Regions from separate parts of the Athene noctua genome. Here region 2 is linked to region 1. The links are chromatin contacts, called in public Hi-C maps. All regions are on one chromosome and are shown on one strand. Each heading gives the region's core, a stretch centred on a gene start, on an enhancer-like site or on the middle of the called end of the contact. The rest is flanking DNA. Distances are from core to core; before and after follow the strand shown.

Evidence for each region. Hi-C and Micro-C count contacts between places; a contact is called where the count stands out from the background.
Region 2: a contact with region 1 is called in a Hi-C map of liver, with 6 times the contacts expected there. The contact joins the promoter of LPIN3 here to the promoter of TOP1 in region 1. A contact is called at or near these places in 2 of 2 Hi-C or Micro-C datasets (heart and liver).

What each region holds. Positions count from the first base shown.
Region 1 is chr16:5,602,089-5,605,813 of bAthNoc1.hap1.1, reverse strand. TOP1 (DNA topoisomerase I) reads right to left here and starts at 1,587. Exons shown (of 21, transcript XM_074920146.1): 1 at 1,435-1,587; 2 at 757-781. The coding sequence starts at 1,467.
Region 2 is chr16:5,787,599-5,791,323 of bAthNoc1.hap1.1, reverse strand. It overlaps LPIN3 (lipin 3), which reads right to left and starts at 1,960. Exons shown (of 19, transcript XM_074920050.1): 1 at 1,751-1,960; 2 at 1,314-1,409; 3 at 317-552; 4 at 1-107. The coding sequence starts at 1,942.

The DNA.
Region 1 (3,725 bases), core at 338-2,837:
GAAAACTTTCTGAAGTGATGCTCTCTACCTTTCTGGAATTGTCTACACTGTCAGGTTTTTTTGTTGTTTGGGGTTTCTTTTTTTAATGTGGGCTTTTATTTTAATTAAAAAGCCCCACCCAACAAGGCAAAGTTACATCAATTAAATAGCAAGGAAAGAAATAAGACGGATCTTAAAATGGATGCAGCAGATTCTTTTAAAGAGCAACATGTTGCAATCACCTTTCATTTTAGGGGAAGGGAGGGATTCCCTGAAAGGAACAGAGACAGAGAGCAGTGGGGGGAGGGAGGCTGCGATAAAAAACGGCTTGGGGATTTATTTTAGTTAAAAACTTTGCTTTCCCCTCCCTTAAGAAGGGGCTGGGGGCCGGGAATCGCCATCCGGTGCCTCTGTAGAAGGCTCCTCACCGGCAGCTCGGGGAGGAGGAGAAGGAGAGAAAGCCACACAGAAGAGAGGAGAAAAAGAAAATGGCGCAGAGACTAAGTCCCGACCGTCGACAAGGCGACTTTCCAGGGAGGAATCGGGGCCCAAAGGGGACCCCGGGAGAGCCGATGGGCTCGGATCGGGGGCCTCCGGTGCCCCCACTACGGGAAGCGGGGGTCGGGGGGGGGCGAGGCGGCCGGGAAAGGGGCGCTTTTGGCAGCTCGATGGGAACAATGGGGCCGGTGAGCGAGGAGCCGGGACTTAGTCTCTGGGACGCCATGTCTGTGCGCGGCCGGCGCGGCGAGGCGAGGGGCGCGCCGGGGCCACACTCACCGTTCGCTCGGAAATCCGCCTCGATCTGCGGGGAGAGCAGACAGGGAGAGACCGTGAAAAACGCCGTCCCGCCGGGGGATTTATTTTTTGGGGGCGGGGGGGAGGGGGGGGGGCGCGCTGGATTTTTTTCTCCCCCCTTCCTTCATTCTCATTTTTAGGGAAATTAAATATCAAATGAGAAATGACCAGCGCGATGCAGAAGGTTCCCTCCGTGACGGGGGGGGGTGATGGTGGTGAACCGTCCCCCGGCAGCCGCACGGCTCCTGGGGTGACCCCCCCAGAGGGGAGCGAGTCAAGGGAAGGTGGCCAGCCGCCCCCCCCCCTTCCCGCAGGCAGGGGGTCCCACACAAGTCCCCTTTCCCCCACCACCCCCCATCTGGGTAGAAACGGGTCCCGAGGCGGGGGGCGCTCGGTGGATGGGGGCTCCCCAGCACGACGCGGGCGGACAGGCCGGGTTGACAGGGCTCTCCCCAGACGCGTGGGCTACCCCGAGCGGGGGCAGGCAAGGGGCAGCGGCAGGGCACGTCTCCCCTCACCGAGGTTAAAGGAGGGGGGAGTTTGGTGTCAGCCGGGCCCCCAGGGCCGACCCTGACGGGAAGCAAGGACCCCGCAGCCTCGGCGGCGAGGGGCCGGGGTCCCCCGGGAGCGGGCCCCCGCGGGCGGTGAAGGGTCGCTCACCTGGGAATCGTTGTGCAGCTGGTCCCCGCTCATGCTGGAGGTGCGGGAGGCCCGACGGAGCGGAGCAGGAGGAGAGGAGAGCCGAGGAGAGCCGCACCGAGCCTGGACTCGAGGGAAAGCGCAGCGCCTGTCTCCGCCGCGGTTGTGTAACAGACTAAGTCCTCATTTCGGCGCACTGCGCAGGCGCAACGGCTTTTACAAGCGGGGCGGGGCCAAGGCGACGATGGGCGGAACAGTGGGGCGGGACCTACGAAACGGCAGCTCCAATATTTGCATCCGAGTCACGCCCCTTCCCCGCGAGCGAGCCGGCGAGATTTGCATACGGGCCACGCCCCTCAAGTGTGCCGCCCCCCCAGGCGCAACCCTCTCGCTCGGCCCCTCCCACACGCCCGCGCCGGCTCGATTTTTACATATCCGGTCACGCCTCTTCCTCCCCTTCTCCAATCGCGCAGCCAGAACCGCCCCTCATTTACATGCTCGGCCCGCCCCGCCGCTCCCCTCCCCGCCGCGGGAGCAGCCCGGCGCATTGTGTAAGAACCCGTGCCCCACTGTGCGCGCACTGCGCATGCGCCCCATCCCACACGGCAGGCCGCCGGCTTTATTTGCATACAAGGCCTCGCCCCCGCCTGTCCGGGGAGCATGGCGGCGCCCTGGCGGCGGGGTGGGCGGCCGTGGCGGGGTGCGTCCCCCCGCACCGCCGTGATAACCAGCACCATACATCGTGAGCACCCTGCGGGGCACCACAGCATCTGCTAAAGGAACAACGGGCTGCTGCGTTTCCTTAGGGGCCCTCGGGGCATGGCCGGGGCCTGGCAGGCCTGCCCTCCACCCCCGGGCAGGGTTTAACCGTGAACAGCAGCTGTGCTGTTCCAGCGCCCGGGTAATGCCCATGCTTACACATCCAGGTCAGTGCCGGGCAGGGCTGCGGTGCATGGAAGCACAGACGGTGTTGTCTGTGCTGGGCAACTCCACCTGGGTTGTGCCGTCCCTCCAGATGGGCTGCTGGTAGGCTTGGGCCTGACAGGCCTTTCTCCTGTGCCTGCTCTCCACGGGAGGAACTCTGCGATCTCGGCTGAGTCACACTTACAGAACTCGTGTAAGCACAAATGGCCTGATGTGCAGGTTGATTTTGAGCATTTCAAAAAGACGCAGCTGTCAGTTCCCTTTGGCAGGAAAGGAGCCGAGTGTGGCATGTGTACCTGTCCTGCAGAGAGCCCAGCGGGCACCTGACCTCTTGTTAGGAGTCTGTCAACCCGACTGAACTGGGCTGAAACGCAGAGGCCACAGTGACCATGCAGAGAGTACGTTGTGCTGAGGCACTGTACCACTGCCCCAAATCCACATAAGAGTGATGCTAAGAGGGATGCAGATTGGGCAGGTTTGGCTTGTTAAAGTCAAGGACAGCAACCGTGCATTGCAAATAAAGAGCTTTCTGCTTTAAAAAAGGGATCAGCCAGCACGACTTTTCTTCCAGCATAAATAGACCCTTTAATTTTTTTCTCTCACGAGGAAACGGAGGGTAAAAAGGAAACAAAAGCTTTATTTTCTTTTAGCTAATGTGAGCATGAATCACATACCTCCTGGAAAAACACCCTCCTGCCCCAACCCAAATCTGAAGACATTTATTTCTGTTCTGCAGCAGCTTTACTAAAGGAGTTTTCTTTTCGATGTACTAAATGGCAGGTTTAGTATGCATGGCTGGTAGATGTCTCACAGGACTGCCTCCAGTCGTCTTCTTGGGGCTTCCATCCTGTGCTGCAACACACACTGTACCTTTCCTCAGCTTCTTTACACAACCAGAGCTTTGATTTGACACTAAAATAATCTGGTGCTGCCAGGCTATCTGAAGATACACATCCAAATGTAAGCAGCGACAGCAGCCACCTATTTGCACTGCATATTTATATCCTGTAAAGGGAAAACTCTGTCACTTTCTTACAGTCTTCAGAAGAGGATCTGAAGACTTCCTTTTTTTACTGAGAGCAGGCAAATATTTCTGGCTCTAGAGCTGTTTATTATGCAAACTGCTTTAGTCACTGTTAGATTTTTAAATATAAACATAATGAAAGGCTGTTTCAGACACCTCTCCTGTTGGAAGCGGTGTTTGCCCCTAGCTCACAAGAATGAGATGAAAGGGGGCTTTGCTCTTGGTTTGAGCCTCTCCTCACTGCCATCCAGGGGTGTAGAGGCTGTGTCCCCTGATACGGGACAGCCTGGAAGCGGTCTGGCACCTCCAGCTTTCAGCATTAGAAATTCCTAAAAGCTCGCTCTTTGAAGCAGCAATTTCACTT
Region 2 (3,725 bases), core at 711-3,210, 190 kb before region 1:
TGTCCACAGAGGCCAGCTCCCCATCAGAGTAAGGGTGCATCTCTGGGGACTCCAACAACCCAGTTTCTTCTTCAGGGAGATCAGTGAAGGAGAAATACACTGAATCACTGCAAAGGAGGAAAGAGGTCAGTTATACCACTCAAGCACGTGGAAAGCTGCCGATACTCAACTTCACCATTTCCACTGGCTTTCCACTCTACAGGAGGCTGGGCCCCAACTCAAAACACTATCTCCATGTTTCAGTGGTGCTGGGTGTCTCCAAGCAGACCTACAGCCTTGACTCACTGCATCACCCTGCTCAGACCGAACAGCTCACCTGGGGGCTGGCAGCTTGCACAGCTCCTCCACAGACATCTCACTTTTGGTCTCTTTGCAGGCTTCTAACTCAGAGTCCGACACCTCCTTCCACTTGGGCTTCCTCCTGCGCCGCCTTCTCTTGCGCAGGGTTGCTTCAGCGTTGGAGGCCTCCTGCTCGTGAGAGGGTTCAGCAACAACCTGCAGGCTCTCCTTCCTGGGGATAGGGGATGTGCAGAGGCAGGAGGGGATGCTGCCCTATCAATGAAAAAAAGCTATGAGAAGCCCATCAGCTCCAGCACCTTCCTTTTCAGCCTGGCAGCTCACGGCTCTCATCCAGGCGACATACACCACCAGGCCCTCAACATGGGGGTGGTTTTGTGGCTAGGCCCAAAGGAAAGGTTTTGTTCATACAACATGTGAATAAGAAAAGAAGCAGGGTTATCCAGCCACAAGCTAAAGACGTCTTTAACACAGTCAAGGAAAGGCAGGCAGGAGATGGCACCATGAGACCAGAATTACAAAGGCTGCAGATGGGATTCGGATCTAGAGCCCTCTCCCTGCTCTCAAACCCAGCCCAAGCCAGCAGCGACCACAAGTCAGCCTGGGAGAGAGCTGCCAAGATTTCTGGAAGCCACAACTAGTCCCATCCTGCTTCCCAGTGGAGTGGGCAGCCTGCCACAGCATCTGGCTCACTCTCATCCCTGTCACAAGATTCCCCCAAGAGGCCAAGCTCTGAGATATCTGCCTAGCTGGCCAGCAGCCATGCCCATTGATGGAGGCCAGTCTGGGATGCAGATATTTGGTCTAATGCTTCCTCAGAGTGCTCCAATAGTCAGATCCTCCATGCTGGTTGTAAGATCCTTCAAGTGGGAACCTTTCTGGACACACACAACAGAAGGAATAATGGAGTCACCCTGGGGAAGATGACCAGTCCAAACCCGGTTCTTCCACCTCAAGCCTGCACTTCCAAGCAGTCACAGGAGGACCAAGACCAGCAGTACTACTTCATTACCAACCTCATTCTCCTCTGATTCCTGAACAAAGAAGGCCTCTCCATTGTCACCCAGCTTCATGTGCAGGTCCACAGGCTCCCCATTGATTTCAATGTCAACCTGGCAAGGAGCAGAAGCAGCCTGTCCATCTGAACCCACTCACCCATCAGCATACAGCAAGGCACTTCCCCAGGGACAGGACAGGTTAGGGTCGTTCAGAGGGCTGACAGCCACCCCACCTTTGAGGCAAGGGACCCCTCCCAATTTTCCTAGGAAGCTCAGTCTTCTTTGGAAGAGTATGTGTTTCATTCAGAGGCATCCCTCAAAAATTTGGCAAGCACCCCTTTCAGCAGGGCTCCCAGTCCCTCAAACAAAGTTTTTCCATAACCTGTACGTTATGGAAATTCCTAGGTCTGAAGACACCAGAGAGGAAGCATAGTCCCAGGGCAGGCACCACTTACCACCTTCTCCTTGGAGCGCAGCACACCCAGCTTACCAAAGCGCACATGAAACGGGGAGCACTGGAAGGAGTTATCGGGCTGCCTCACCACGACCACATCGATGCAGCCCGTCAGGGTGGCAGGGTTCAGACCCCGGTACAGCTCCTTCACCGTGACAAAGACTGTCTCAGCAAGCTGCCCCACGTAGTTCATTGTTTGAGACTGCAAGTGAGAGACGGGAATAAACTCAGGTAGGAGAAGAGGGCTCCAGCAGCTAAACACAATGTGAGTTTAGAAGAATCATTTCACAGCTGCAAACACAGCCCCATCATGGGGACAACTAAGCCTCTAGGGAAACCGAGGCAAACACATAAAGGGCCTTGATGAAGATGAGCCAGGGCCTCTGTAAGCACCAGAAAACAGGACAGAAGCCAGAGCACTAGTTACTGCATCCAGCTTGGAGGAGAGACCTTTGCCATCAGGATGCACCATCACTTTTGCCCCTTGGGAGGGCAAATACTACCTTGCAACAACACTGCAATCAAGCTGTCAAGATCCCATTCAAACAGGAATTTAGTTGGCAGGAGACCTCCTGCCCTGCACTGTCCTTAAAAAAAGTGGAAAGACCGAGGAGCTGCTCAATACACCATGTGCTGACTTTGAACAAAATCCAAGCCTAACATTTTCCACTTGGAGGGGAAGGCATCCCACCTAGGCATTGCCAAATCAGCCAGACATGGTCCTTGTTAAAGCCAGAACTCCCCGGTCTCCATGCCTTGGCCTCTGCTGCTGTCATCCATCTTCCCAGGGAATCCCAGCACAGGGGCTGTGCTGCCTGGAGGACACCCGAACAGCTCTGCAACGCAGTTTTCACAAGGCACTGCTGCACTCTGAGGTTGCAGAGCTCCTGGTTTTCATTAGCAAGAAGGAAAGCCTTGCTTGCTGCTTGCTTCCTGCTCATCCTCTCGCCCACTCACGTCCTCCAGCTGCTCGCTCCCCAGGTGGGGCCAACTCCCCTCCCCTGTGCTGGAGGAGAGGCATGGCTGCAAAGGCAGAGATTCCCGTGGTCCACGGTGGGGCTCGCAGCACAGCCGTTCCTCCAGCCCCACGAGGTGCCACACAGGCTCCAAACAGCTCTCAGGCAGCCCCCCTTCCTGCAGCCCACCGTGGGCACTGCCTCCTGGTCAACACATTGAAATCCCTGGAGTATTTTCTTGCAGATCTATGTTGGGTTGCTGTGTGGTGGTCCCAGCCCCTGGGCCAGAGGAGCCCCTTGCTCCACGTGCTCAGCACTCTGTGTCAGCAGCACAGCAGCATCAGCAGGACAACAGTCTTGGTGTCAGCACATCACACCAGAGGCTGAGCCCGGCTTCCCCAGCTGCGAGCTCTGCACCCCACCTTGCCCCAAGGAGAGGACAAGGGCACAGGATGACCGCTTCAGAAGGGCCATGGATGAACTAAAGGAAACCTCTGGTGCTGGCAGCACCATCAGCGGATGGCATGGTGTCCCCAGGGGTTCTCAGGACAGCCCCCAGCACACACTGAACCCAAGGGGGGGCTGGTGAGAGTTGGTTCCTTACCCAAAGGGACGAGGACAAGCAGGTGCCACCCGATGAGCCCTCTGCCCCAGCAGGCACCCAGCCTCTTCGATCCGTTTTGCTCAGCCCCATCCTGTTCCCAGACATCCCTTCTGGAAGGCGTCTGCACAGGGAGACACAGTCCCCGCTCCATGTCCCGTCCCCCCACCTCTCCCTGACAGTCGGGAACAAGCCCAAAGCCCAGAGCCTCCCGGGGAGGGGGGGGGGGGAGGGCATGGCAGGGAAGCGCTAGCCGACTCCCGAAGCTTCGGTGCCTCCATCAGCTCTGCTGAGAGCGGGGCCAGGGTCACGGGGCCACCCATCAACTTGCTGAGCCCAGCTTTCCTGGGCATCACTGCCATTGTGGGCAGCCCTCCAGCTGCCTTCCCCACTGCACTGCAGGGCCTGGCAGCAAACGG